Regions from separate parts of the Mus musculus genome. Here region 2 is linked to region 1. A link is a contact called in public promoter capture Hi-C data. All regions are on one chromosome and are shown on one strand. Each heading gives the region's core, a stretch centred on a gene start, on an enhancer-like site or on the middle of the called end of the contact. The rest is flanking DNA. Distances are from core to core; before and after follow the strand shown. Region 1 has its middle 48 kb from the start of Qpct. Region 2 overlaps Prkd3 (protein kinase D3).

The links. Capture Hi-C pulls out chosen DNA fragments and counts their contacts.
Region 2: a contact with region 1 is called in a promoter capture Hi-C map of adipose tissue. The contact joins two enhancer-like sites. A contact is called at or near these places in 24 of 484 Hi-C or Micro-C datasets (3T3-L1-derived adipocytes, B cells, the C2C12 cell line and 15 more) and 1 of 9 other capture datasets (adipose tissue).

Annotation. Positions count from the first base shown.
Region 1 is chr17:79,096,063-79,102,908 of GRCm38.p6, forward strand. No RefSeq gene overlaps it. Among named protein-coding and RNA genes, the nearest start is that of Qpct, 48 kb to the left of the region's middle. Within about 2 kb of position 4,064, at least 55 of the 459 cell types and tissues checked have an H3K27ac peak or open chromatin away from gene starts, as enhancers often do. A contact at or near this core is called in adipose tissue and group 2 innate lymphoid cells, where this site is marked.
Region 2 is chr17:78,984,985-78,991,830 of GRCm38.p6, forward strand. It overlaps Prkd3 (protein kinase D3), which reads right to left. Exons shown (of 19, transcript NM_001171004.1): 3 at 231-369. Gm41622 (a long non-coding RNA gene) reads left to right here. Exons shown (of 6, transcript XR_003952325.1): 3 at 88-661; 4 at 5,435-5,527; 5 at 5,803-5,940. Among named protein-coding and RNA genes, the nearest start is that of Gm41622, 4.5 kb to the left of the region's middle. Within about 2 kb of position 4,262, at least 17 of the 459 cell types and tissues checked have an H3K27ac peak or open chromatin away from gene starts, as enhancers often do. A contact at or near this core is called in adipose tissue and group 2 innate lymphoid cells, where this site is marked.

The sequences.
Region 1 (6,846 bases), core at 2,814-5,313:
TATCTATCTATACATACATACATATATATGTCTCTCTCTCTCTCTCTCTCTCTGTCAATGCATACAACCTGATGAGTCCATCTTTGTTGCTTGTGTGTCTATAATTTTGGAGCTGACCACCTTGTACTGGATAACAAATTAGGGGCCTCATCCCTGGGAGAGGCTAACTCTTGCTCTGTCAGCAGTTACTAGTAGTTCTGTAGCTTTTTTGTCTGGGAGTGAGAGCCTGTGAGATTACCCCAGAATGTCTGTTGATATTGTCATTGTTTAGGTCTCATTTAACCAGTTATATTGCTGAGGTATCATGGGTTTATATTTCATGTCATTTCTAGCAGACAAAAGCTCACAGCAGACTTCCTGGTCTTTTATCTCTTACATGCTACACTCTCCTGCCCCCGTATTCTGTGATATTCCTTGAGCCTTAGGTCCAGGAGTTATTTCGTAGATGACCATACAGACCATTGATTTTTGAATTCTGACCAGTTGTGGTTTTCTGAGGTGATGTCTGCTTGCTGTAAAGAGGAACTTCTTTTTTGAGGAGTGAATTACTCTTGCCTGCGGGTGTAAGGCTAAAATGTAGAATGCAGTTAGGAATTTTTCTGGTTGACTAGATTGGTAGCGGTAGATTCTCTTTTAAGATTCATCACCCCACTAATCCCACGTAGTTGGCAAAGTTTGTAATATCCGGAAGGATTTCCCTACTACTGAGTGGGCCTTAAGTCCAATTAGATAGCTGTTGGTTACACCATCTACAGGTGCCACTATTGCACCCTTAGGGATAACTTTCCATGCTGGTCATTGCTGTGATTCATAGCTGGATAGAAGTATTGCCTTCTTCCCTTGGCAGCAGATGCAGTACATTCTGGTGCTACAAAAGTTAGAGCACAGGAAAGAGGCTTTCAGGATGAATCAGGAGTGTGTCTTCGGAGTCCTAGGTCTGAAGTGCATTGTGTCTTCAACAATAGGGGCTTAGCTTCAACCCCGAGAGGCAACTAATTGTAACAGCAATAACTTATTGTTTTGGGAGTCACTTGGACAGCCCTAAGCAACAACTGAAATGGAGGTTGCTCATGTCAAGCCAGTTCCTTCTTGTTCTTTTTAAAATAACACTTATGGATGTTACTACTTTGCCTTTTGATTTAGTATCTCTAGGATGTGAGCTCACAAGAAGAGCCAGGGTTTTGTTTCATTGCCTTTTGAAGCTTTGGTGAGCAGTCTAGCACTTGGCACATAATAGATACATATTAAACACTTGTTGGATGGATTTTACACATGAGGAAAACGTGTCTGTCCTAATCCTAGACCTCCAGATGCTATGGTTCACCTGTAAGTCACATAAACAATACAAACTAATCTTTGGTCTCATTAGAGCCCATCATCTTGGCCTGCCTGGATTTTGATCTGCCCTTGAGAATAGTTTTGTTCTTTCTCATCTGTCTCCTACAGCAAGAAGATCCTCCCAGTTGGATTTGTGAACACTCTGTCCTTTTTCATCTGTACTCCATGTAATAATCAGAGAAATCTTTTAAAGTCATGAGTACTACATAGGACCTCAGCACTATATTGCCTGACACCCTTGGTACCATTAAACTGAGCTAAGAGTTAATAGGGATGTTGTAATATAGTTTCACTCAAAACTCACTTTCTCCCTTCCTCTCTGTATGGCAGCTCCACAAATTTCTTTGCTGTTCTTGAACTTGCTCTGCTCTTGCCTGATATAAAGGGGTTTCTGGACAGTGTTCTCCTCTATACACAATTCTCCATTACTTCCAACTAAGTGTCTTTGTCTTTTCACAGAAGACTTCCTTCCTATCTCCTTATCATATACATGATATATGTATATACATATATGCATCTCTTGACATTCAGCTTGTTTCTTTCCTTACATTTATTAAAAGTTGCTATCACTTTTGGGGAAATCTTCCTCAAGGACCATCATATTATTTGAGCAAGGATGGCAGGTCATGCTTATAGTCATTATTCTATTCCCAATAGCTTATAGAAATATTAGTACAGAGCAGATGTTTAATAAATATTTGGTGATGGAAAAAATGTTTAGGTATTCACCCTACATGTAATTTGTTGCCTTCATGGCTTTTTAAAATGCTCCACCCCATTATCAGAAGTCACCTTATAGAAAATAGAGTAATTTATTTCCTGGTTTTGAACTCTTGGTGCAAAAGTCACTATCATTAGACTGGGCCTTTACTGTTATGTTAGACAATGTCTTTTTCTATGCTATTGTGGTCTACTGGCTGCCTTGGGCAACTACCTGACCAAGCTCCAGTGATCATAGCCCTGGTCCCCAATGGAGGCTTGTCCTGTGCCCTGATTGATCCATGAAAACTCAAATAAATTTATGCCCTATAACGACTTGGGACCTGCATCAGACTTTGAGAGGTTCATCCAGTCCAGTGCTTTTTGTTGTATATGCATCTCCATTTCGCATCACTTGCCTGACTTTGAGCCTTCAGATCAGTGCCCCAAAGGTTATAGAGAACGAAGTTATTAGAAGAAGCAAAACAAAAAGGAAGCAAGATTTTGGTTTCTAGCCAGCCAGACAAAAGGGTTTGATAACTACCGAGATCAAATCCACCAACATGGTTGAAACTAAGTACTAGGGGATGGAGCCACAGAGCAAGGCTTGTATACACCAGAGAGTGTTGGGTTGTCAGATGGCTTTGCCTGACCTCCTTACTCTAAGCTCAATGCTTTAATCTGGCCTTCAGTTTCCAGCTGAATCTGGGATCCTGTAGCAGAAACTACCTGACTTATATCTCTCTTTCAGGAGGATGGCAGTTAGGGAAATGCCAGAGAAGAAAGATAAAAGATATCTGTGTGAAATAATGTGGAATTGGGCATGGTAACACATACTTGTAAGTCCGGAACTTGGGCTGTGGAGTCAGGAGAAAAACTGGAGTTCAAAGTCCTACTTAAGCCAGGCGTGGTGGCACACGCTTTTAATCCCAGCACTCGGGAGGCAGAAGCAGGCGGATTTCTGAGTTCGAGACCAGCCTGGTCTACAAAGTGAGCTCCAGGACAGCCAGGGCTATACAGAGAAACCTTGTCTCGAAAAACAAAACAAAACAAACAAAAAAACAGAGTCCTACTTAGCTACATACTGAGTCTGTGGCTAGCCTGGACTACTTAAGACCCTGTCTTAAAAAATAATAAAATCAAATGATAAAGTGTCAAGAAGAACAGAGTTCAGAGTACTGCTCAGCACTGGAGATGTTTCTGGATAAGACACACACTTGGTGCAAGGAATGGTATTGGCCCAGGACCCCCAAGACTAGGTTCTCCACTCAAAGGAAATTTATTTTTTTCCCAGAGGGACAGAGTGCCAGGAATAAGAGATAAAGGCAGGAGTCAGAGGAAGAGGGAGAGGGGAAGGAAACAAGGGAGAGGGGCAGGATTTTTTCCAGAGTGGGACAAAGGACTACCTTTAGATGGACGCTGCCCTTAGATGTGGCCCATAGAAAAATGGAGGTTTTATAAAGGTAAAATGGGAAACCCCATGTTAGGATGAAGTTTTTAATTTTAATTACGTGAGCCAAAGGGGGCTTTTGATTGCTGGACTTCAATAGTTTAATGGCTGGACCTTGGCAATCAGCCTCTGGAGGAGGAAGTGGCCAAATAAAGGAATAGACCTTGGTGGATGGCTTTAAGAATGCAATCTAGTGGTTTTTAGCAAGGCAGAGGGAACAAAGGAGAAGAGGCAAGGCCTGCAGGCCACACTCAGGCTGGCCAGAGTCCCTTTCCTTGGGTAGGAGAAAAAGGTTAGAAGTTCACAGAGGAAGGAGAAGTGGGAAGGGAAATTGAAGCACCTTCAGGCTTTGAGCAAGCAACCTTGTTCTCTGCTCCCTAACATAGACTTACTTGCCCTCCTTTTGGCTTCTGTGTATCAGCAAGGTCTTTGGTTTAGGCTGTTTCCTCTGGCAGCCAAGAACTCAGTCTAAGAAAATTTGCGTGGGCATCTTTAAAACCTCAAGGGGAGTCTTTCTGACTCATCTTCTTGCCTCTCTCCCACAGCTAGCTCTCAGGAAGGAAACTCCCGGGGTGGAGTCAATGCTGCCCGCCTTCTGGTTCCGGACCTTTTTCCTTCCTGTGAGTGGGATGTAGCAGAAGTGGGTTTTCTCTGTCTTCATCATCCTTTCCTGTCCCCTCTTCCCTTTTCCAACAAGCTCTATTTGGAGTTGAAATGGAAAGATAGCAGGTCTTATTCCAAACATTTAAAAAAATGCAGGGTCTCTAGACTGGGGAGATGACTCTAAAAGTAAGAGTACTGACCGCTCCTCCAAGGGACTTGAGTTCAGTCCCTAGTACCCACATGGTGGCTTGCAGCTGTTTATAACTCCAGTTCTAGACAACCTTATGCTCTCTTCTGACTTCCATAGGCACCAGGAACATACGAAGTACACAGACATACATGCAGGTAAAAAAAAAAAAAAAGAGTCCCCAACTTAATCAAAACCCCAGGGCCTTACTAGGTAACCTAGACTGGGTTGCACCACCCTGTGTGGCCCAGTGTTCCTTCACATAGTCTCTTGCTTTGCCTCCCAAGAGCCAGGATTATAGGCATAGGCAGAAAATACTTTGGAGGCAGGAGGTGGTGGTGGTGTATAACTTTAATCTACTCAGGAGGCAGATACACACAGATTTCTGAGTTAGAGGTCAGCCTGGACTGTGAAGGGAGTTCCAAGACAGCCAGAGCTACATATATAGAGAAAGCCTGTCTAGAAAAACCAAACCAACCAAACCAACCAAACCAACCAAACCAACCAAACCAACCAACCAACTGCCCCCAACCAACCAACCAAACCAACCAACCAACCAACCAACCAAACCAACCAACCAACCAACTAACCAAACCAACCAAACCAACCAACCAACTGCCCCCAACCAACCAACCAACCAACCAAACCAACCAAACCAACCAACCAACTGCCCCCAACCAACCAACCAACCAAACCAACCAACCAACCAACCAAACCAACCAACCAACTGCCCCCAACCAACTAACCAACCGCCCCCAACCAACCAACCAACCAACCAACCAACCAACCAACCAACCAACCAACCAACCAAACCAACCAACCAACCAACCAACTGCCCCCAACCACTTTTTTAATTAAGAGATTAAAGTTAGAGAATGTTGAACTTCCAGTTTACAAGTCCAATTGTAGAGTTGAAACTTTGAAGATTATTTCTGTGTTTCTGATTCCTACACATTTCTACCTCCTTAGAGAAACTCTTGTAAGGATATTGGACAGGACCTGTCTAGGGGCAACAGGCCTCTCATCTCAGTTTTGTAGATACTCTAAACTGTGATCTGGAGGTTTCTTCATTGAGTTCAGTGTCCCATCTTTGACATATGGCTGAACTCAACACTGGTGACATCCTGATATTTTGTCACAGGGGCATTCTGTCATTCTGTGTTCTGATAGTGTTGCATGGGGGGGGGTACACTCTGTGGTTTATATTTTTATATACAGCTCCCCCTCTGGACATGAGTTATACCAAATCTGTCCATCTCAGCTGTCTCCCCAGTATCAAGGCTCAACCTGTTCTTTAGTGATCATAGGGAAGACTGGAGGTGATTGGGCATGGAGTTAAGAGGAAAACAAGAAATGTTCAGGGTTGCAAAATCTGTGAGCCTTGAGCCAGGGAAGTAGGACAGATGTTATCAGAGAATAGAATGCCCTTCACCACACAATTACTGAAACGAGAATCTTTCTTTGCTTTGTTCTTCTCCAACCCATCTGACTCTTGTCTCCTATCTCTTTTGCTGCATTCTCCTCATCTCCAGACTTGGGGATGTTGAAAGACAGTAGGGCTTAGCACTTGGTCCTCATTACACTGTCTCAGCACATGATCAAATTCACCTGCCTTCAGTAATCATGGGTTCAAAGACAATTGCAACTCTCCTAACTGCCTGTAGATTTCATACAGACCTACTGGTAGAGCAGGGCCACTTGGGGAGCTCAACCCACCCCACTAAACTCCTAATCTTCTCCACCTTTGTTGTCTATAATTTGTTCTCCCTGCACCTCAGCATACCATTAAAGCCATTGTTGACTTCTCTCTCACACCCCACACGCAACTAGTCAGCAAATGGGCAGGCCAGGTCTATCTTCAGAGCACACCTAGAGTCTGGTCCACCCTCTTGATACCTTCAGAGCTACATCCTGGTCCAAGGTTTCATCACCTTGTGCTCCAGTTACTGTGAGAACTTCTTATGAACTCCTCCTGCTTCTACCCTGTCACCTTAGACTCTACCTCGTGCAACAGAGGGACCCTTTGGGAGAGTATGTCACATCATGGCAGTCTCAAACTCAAAGTCCTGTAATAGTTGCTTATTCAGAGTAAATGCCAGTGTCTGTACAGTGACCTTTTGACTCGTTGTGATCTGTCCATTCAGATACTCGGACTTCATCTAAGTCTTTCTTACTGTTCACTCTGCTCTAGCTACACTGGATTATTTGACATTAGTTTGGCACCTCAAGCTTGGTGCCTGCACTTCTACCAGGTTTCCAAGCCTGCTTCCCTTAAATGATATAGGATGGTTCTTTTGTTTTAGGGACCTTTTAACCTCATGCCTTTGGTCTGTCTTTGTTTCTGCCCTATCAAGCCCGGGTACTCTTGCTTTGATTTTGACTTCAGTTACTTGTTAGGGTTTCCAGGTTGTCTGCCTCCATCTACACACACACACACACACACACACACACACACACACACACACACACACACTGGCTAATGAAGTGGAGATCCCTGGGTTCAGTCTTATAGAGATCCATATGGATATGGATAATATATTTGAAAATGGTCAATTTTAATTTGACTGGG
Region 2 (6,846 bases), core at 3,012-5,511, 110 kb before region 1:
AAAAAGAACTTCTTTTCAGTTTAACTGGCAATCCCTCAAGCTTCAAAACACTTAAGTAATTCAGTTTGTTCTTCTACTTTCTCATAGTGCTATATCACCTTCCTGAAAGTGAAAAGCGTGCAGAAACCATGACTCCACGTTAAAGAAGCAAGCCACTACCCAGTGCCAAAGCCAAGCGCAGCGGACCACTCTGTGGGAGAAGAGACAGGGGGAAGGGGCCATTTGCTTACCTGACAGGACAACTTCTACCAGGTCCCCTTCATGTATTTCATCTGCTGAGGTAATCAGCTGCAAAATGTTTTCTGAGTTCATGTCGTGGCGAAAGAGAAGAATTTTATCATACATGCCAAAGAATCCACACTCTGGAAACTGAAGAAAAACAGTCCTGCATCAATATTCCATAGCTTTCTGCTGTTACAAATAGTCTACAAAAGAATTTTGAAGTGTCTTGACATAGTGCTAGTGACTAACAACTCTTTTAATATTTAAAAGGTGAACCTTGTACTCAAATATCCTGGTTAATTTTAAAGCTCAAAAACAGAAAAGTAAATTTGCAAATAAATAATCATTACCTTAAAACACATGTGTCTTACAAATTTCAGATTTCTAATTGCTATAAGACAACATCGTTTTCTACTGGTTCTGTTTTTATCCCGAGGAGGTAAGTAGTTGGTTCCACTCATCAGAGCTGCACTGCTCAATACATGATCAGCCACTGCTATTCTCTGGATTTGATGTGTAAAATGTTCATGTGGTAATGTCCTAGGAGGTTCTGGAGCCCTTATGTGCCATGAGTATGTGGGGTCTGGGGACAGGGAAAGTCTTAAAGGGGACTGTACACCTCTGTGTCTTCTGGACTCTTTCCTGCTCTCTGATGGAGGATGGACAGTTTTGCTCCTGCTATGGTGTGCTTTCTAATGCAATGGAATCAACCAATTGTGGGCTGGAGCCTCTAACATTGAGCCAAAATATTATTTTTCTCTATAAAACTGATTATCTTAAATATTTGCTATAGCATAGCTCTATACCATAGTTATCTGATTCTAAAACAATTAAAATTAAAAATATACTTCCTTAATCACACTACCCACGTTGCAAGTACCTGACCGCCACTGTCGCTGTAGCTACTATCCTGAATAGCACTGAAATAGACACCTACCTCATGTCAGGACTAGCTGAAGACCAAATAATTCCCTAACAGTGGTCACAGAGTCCCAAGTTCAATTCAAGCATCTAGAATTTTAGGTCCATTCACTGCAGTTACAAACACAGGGCTCAGCAGTGCTCTAAACAGAGGCTTGACGATTTTCTCACATATGCCCGAAATGTACAATTCTAACGAATCTACATTTATAATACTTAGGACATTCATATGTGGAACAAATTATGAAGATGTGTGTCCTATATTTTGAAGGAAGTAGCTTAGAGTTAAAAGTTTTTGTTTGTTTAAGAAAGGGTCTCAGCATGCAGTCTTGGATGGCTTAGAACTTGCTACAGAGGCTGGGCACCCTCTCGATTTCTGGGGTTAAAGGCATGCACAATCATTCATGATGAAATATTAGAAATTTTTAATATTTGTTTTCCAAAATAATTTCATTTTTAATCAATTAACAATATAAAAAATGTCATCTATTTTACTAATGCCTTAGAACATGCTGTTATAGGAAATTCCTTGATTCTCAGAAGACAACACCACAGCTGTCCTTTAATAAACAATATCGTATGTCACTGGCTTGCGCTCAGTGATCTGACATGAATCAGTCACAGCAAACTGTAAACATGCTCATCGCAGGGGTGTTGTAGACAACATGGCTCACGTACTTCATATGGTGGTATGACTTGGTGAGGAATAACAAGAGACACTGCCTTGGTTTCCTAGTGTAGCACTTGACCGTGTGATCTGACATGCTTTCTTACTTACTCAGCCCCCTGGGGAAAGCCGACAACTTTATAGCCCACTCTTGGCAGTCCCAGCTCCTATGGCCGACGCTTCCGACACAGTAACCGTCCGGAATTTCCTATTTATTATCTTACTATTGTACATTTTTTTCCTACTAGAAAAACCTCATACAACACTCAAAGTTTTCAAATCTTTTCTAAAAACTATTTTATAAAATTATTATTTTAAGTTGAAAACAGTAGCTTATTTAGAAAGTTAAAGGTTTATTTTTATTTTTAAAACATGGCAAATAATGGCGAAGTATAGAAATACTTAGAATTTATAATATCAACTCTACATTCAATTATCTGAGTTGTCAATAATATTTATTATAGTTCAAACTATGTTTTAATGTAAATCTAACATGGTAGTTATTTTTAATTGAAAAGACAGAAATAAAAAATTATATTTTGTTTAAATTCTAATTAAAAATTTACTAAGTTAAATGATTAAATAGGAGATTAAAACAGCTTTAAAACTTAGTTGCACAATCCCTTAATATTAAAAAAATGTCATATTTCACCTTCGTAAGAAAATAAAATCTCTAACCAATATTTGAAAGAATAAAACTGATTTTTAAAATAGCATTTCTGGCATATTTGCTAAATACAAGGCTATTTAGCAGTTGTAATGAGAAAACAATCTGTATTTTCCAAAAGCGTTCCAAAAGTTTGCAATCTAACAGGGAAAAAGATGGAAATAAGCACAGATATTAAAAAGCAGGACAGTAAATGGCAAATGAAATACAAATTCTAGAATAAGGGCAAATAATACCCGAGACACTCTATCAGTCCTGGTTAGAAAACGGGACACCGTCCTGCTGGCTTTACAGGGAGGGGGTCACAACTGAATTTGCTGATGACTGTGTCTAATTCCTAGCACTGTAATTGGTGAATGCTAACACTTCAAAATATTTTATATTCTAAGAGGGAAGAGACAATGGCCAAAGGCAAGATGGTAAAGACCCAAGCTGTCTTCTAAAAACAGCACTCAGGACTGGGGCAGGACAAGAGCTGAGCAAATCCCTGGAGAGAGACTGAAGCCTTGGTCAGGAGAGCATTTCCAGATCTGAATTACATAGAAAGGAACTGGAAAAAAATAGTTGGTTAGCCACCTGGTCACTAGCCTCACATAATCAGTCAAGACAAGTCTCAGCTTGTAGTAATTGAAAAAAATTAACTAAAACCACCAGTGAAAGAAGGAAAGCAACATTTAAATAAATGTATAGCCTAGAGAAGACATAAACAACAGCGCAGTAGACATGCTATCTAATGGGTACCAGGAGCATGAGCTGGGGTACAGTGTGGCCCAGTGTTTTTCCAGCACCTGCATTGCCCACACCAAGCCTCAGCACCACACAGATAAATGAATACACAAATACCCTAGCACTCGTAAAAGGAAGAGTGCAGAAAATATTACAAATAATTATTTAAAATAAACACTCGTATGTCAAGAGGCTGAAAGATGCTGGTGATGACAGTCAAAAGTCACCTCAAGATATAAGTAAATATCTTCACAGAATACTCATGTATAAATCTGACAATCACTGGATGACTGGTGCAGTGGTTTCCAGCCTGTGAGTTTTAACTCTAAGGGTCATCTAAAACCATCGGAAAACACAGTTTACATCACAGTTGATGACATGGATATTTACATTATGATTCATAACAGTAGCAAAACTACAGTTATGAAGTAGTGACGAAAATAATTTTATGGCTGAGGTCACCACAACACAAGGAACGTATTAAAGGTTCGCAGCATTAGGAAGGTTGAGAACCACTGGACTGGAGGAAAAGGTGTAATGTCTGGCTTATGAAAAAAATCCTGATACATATTAAAATATCATATACGTGTGTTTGTTAAGATAGTTAGAAATTATCTGAAGGCAAATGTCAGAACCAAAATAACAGAAACAGACTGATAAGTAAGGAAAGATTAAATATTGTCAGTGAAGTTCAGGGACTCACTGGGGTCAACCTTAAAAAAACACCGAGGTTCAGAGGCTTGATTATGTTAAAGATAACCATCTACAAAGAAACAGGAAATTAACTACAAGCACAGTTTTAAAACATCTAAACAACACACAAAATAAGCAGAAACAACCTGCTAAGGAAATGAACACACACATATTTGCTGCTCATGAGTTTTAAAATTCAGATGTCAGGTCTTCAAAAGTAAGAATGTGACTCAGCTCTGCTCCCGCATGACAGCCATATTAAAATTCTAAAGAAACGCACTTCCTCTCAGTAAGGCCAGGCTCAGGGAACGTCACAGGAGAGACTGCAAGAGCAGAGGCTGACGTAGGCTGGAAGGAAACAATCTTCTAGAATGACAGGACCTCTGTACCCATGAACTCTCAGCCGCTATGGCAGCCCGTACAAAACCCGCACAAGATCAAGCCAGGCAACACAATCAAGCCAGCACAGAGCAGTGAAGATGGAACCTGCATCCCTAACCCAGAAGCTATGGACAGGCGACAGAGAGTTAGTGTTTTCTTTTGTTTTTTTAAAAAAGATTTATTTATTTATTTTACATATGTGAGTACACTGTAGCTGTACAGATGGTTCTGAGCCTTCATGTGGTTGTTGGGGATTGAATTTTTAGGGCCCCTGCTTGCTCTGGTCAACCCCCACTCACTCAGTCCCTGCTTGCTCCAGCCCAAAGATTTATTTATTATTATATATAAATACACTGTAGCTGACTTCAGACACACCAGAAGAGGGTGTCAGATCTCATTACGGGTGGTTGTGAGTCACCAAGTGGTTGCTGGGATTTGAACCCAGGACCTTAGGAAGAGCAGTCAGTGCTCTTTAGCCGCTGAGCCATCTCTTCAGCCAAAGAGTTACTGTTTAAGGGCATGGCTCCTAGTACGGTTGCTCATGCCTAAGGCCTCAAGGTTCCACGTCCAGGAGTGTATGAGTAGCACAAACGGACTCAAGTGATTAAAAGAAAAACTGGACCCAACGTTGGGAGTGTAGGGAGGTGGGGATGGATCTGAAAGACTGAGGGGGAGGAATGGAGCTCAGTATGATAAAAGTATTATAAACAAATGATGTTCAGGCGTTCTTCTCAAATGGATGCCTGAGCATTAAAATTACTTTAAAATGTTATTCACGGGCTGGTGAGATGGCTCAGCGGTTAAGAGCACTGGCTGCTCTTCCATAGGTCCTGAGTTCGATTCCCAGACACCACATGGTGGCTCACAACCATCTGTAAGGGAATCTGATGCGCTTACTCTGGCCTGTGGATGTATTAGCAGCAGAGCACTCATACATTAAATAAATAAAAAATTTAAAGTTATTCATTATGATTATTAGTTTATTTTAAAAATAATAATCTTAGGTGTTCAAAAAATTCAGACAACATTACACAGTGTTCCCATTCACCCAGTCTCCCCATCATTAACACTTTATAGCAGTATTATACATTTATAGCAAATGTCATACTTTGTTTAGATTTCCTTAGTTTTCATCTAATGTCCTTTCTCCTTTCCAGGACCAACCATGAATCTATACGACCTTGAGCTGCCTTTCTTAGATCCAACAGTTTCTCACACTTTGCAGTTTTGGGAGGACGTGCTCACTGGCTGTGAGTTTTATAGGATGCCTCACTAGTTGAACTTTCTGATGTTTATCTCATTTCAAGCTGGGCTTGGGGTTTTGAGGAGGTAGGCTACACAGGTAAAGTGACATCCTTACTATACTCTGTCAAGAATGAGTGTCCCCAGATTTTTATGGTCTGGGGATGAAACTTAGGTCTTCACACTCACATAGCAAGTAGTTTACTAAGCCATCACCCTACGCCCCGAATTCAAATCTTATTAACTGTAAAACCTTAACTATGGTTTTCTATTTGTAAAATAGAGCATACTTGGCAGTAACCATGAAAATTAAACCAATTACTGTAACATAAAGAACTTGGGTTTCTGATGAGTTGGATGTGCCATGAACATTAGCGTCTGTCTACTGCTCCCCATATTTCGTTATTATCAACAACAGCCGGTGAGTACCACATATTTATACTTTTACTACTTCTAGATGATATGCATGGAGATAATTTCTCAGAGTATTACCTAAGTCAAAGTATACATATATATGAAACTCTTAGATACTGACCAATTGGTCTTCACAAAGGCTATATCAGGTTATATGTCTACATGCAAAATATTAAGTTTGTGGGGAGGGGGAGAGGGTTCAGTGCTGGACCCACAGGCTGGAAGAGGACCAGAGATCAAATCCTAGAACCCATGTAAATGCAAGGTGTGTCTGACGGTCTTCTACAATTGGAAGGTGAGATGGGAAGTCCCCAGAGCAAGCTGACTAACAAGACTAGTCATATCAGTGAGCTCAGGTCTGACAGGAGAGGTTCTGCCTCGACGAAGGAAAGCACAAGACTAACTGTGGATGGCTTGGACATCAACCCCAGGTCTTTACATGCATGTGCACACATGTGTACCACATCTGCACACACTTGGGCCCACACATGCAAAAGTCATGCAAATACACACACGAACACAATACACATGAAAATGGAAAAGAAAGCTTTATCCATGGAGTCATTTCCCTTGCCCTGAATTGTATATGTCCATTACACAAGGCTGACCATCTTTCATAAGCTTAAGATATAAGAATTCATTATTTATATTTTTGCCTATTTTTAATAGTTCACTGATCCTCAAAAACTCCAAACTCAACTATTCCTCAAAATTATTTTTGCCTCTTCCAGAATGATTCTCAGTACATAGGGGCTATGGCAAAGTCATGGGCAAGCCAAGCGCAGAGGTACACACATGTAATCCCAGCTTCTAATGCTGGGGGCAGAGGATTCAAAGCTCAAGGGCACCCTTGGATAAACAGGGATTTGGAGGTTGGCCTGGACCACATGAGGAAAAAAAAAAAAGGCATGAA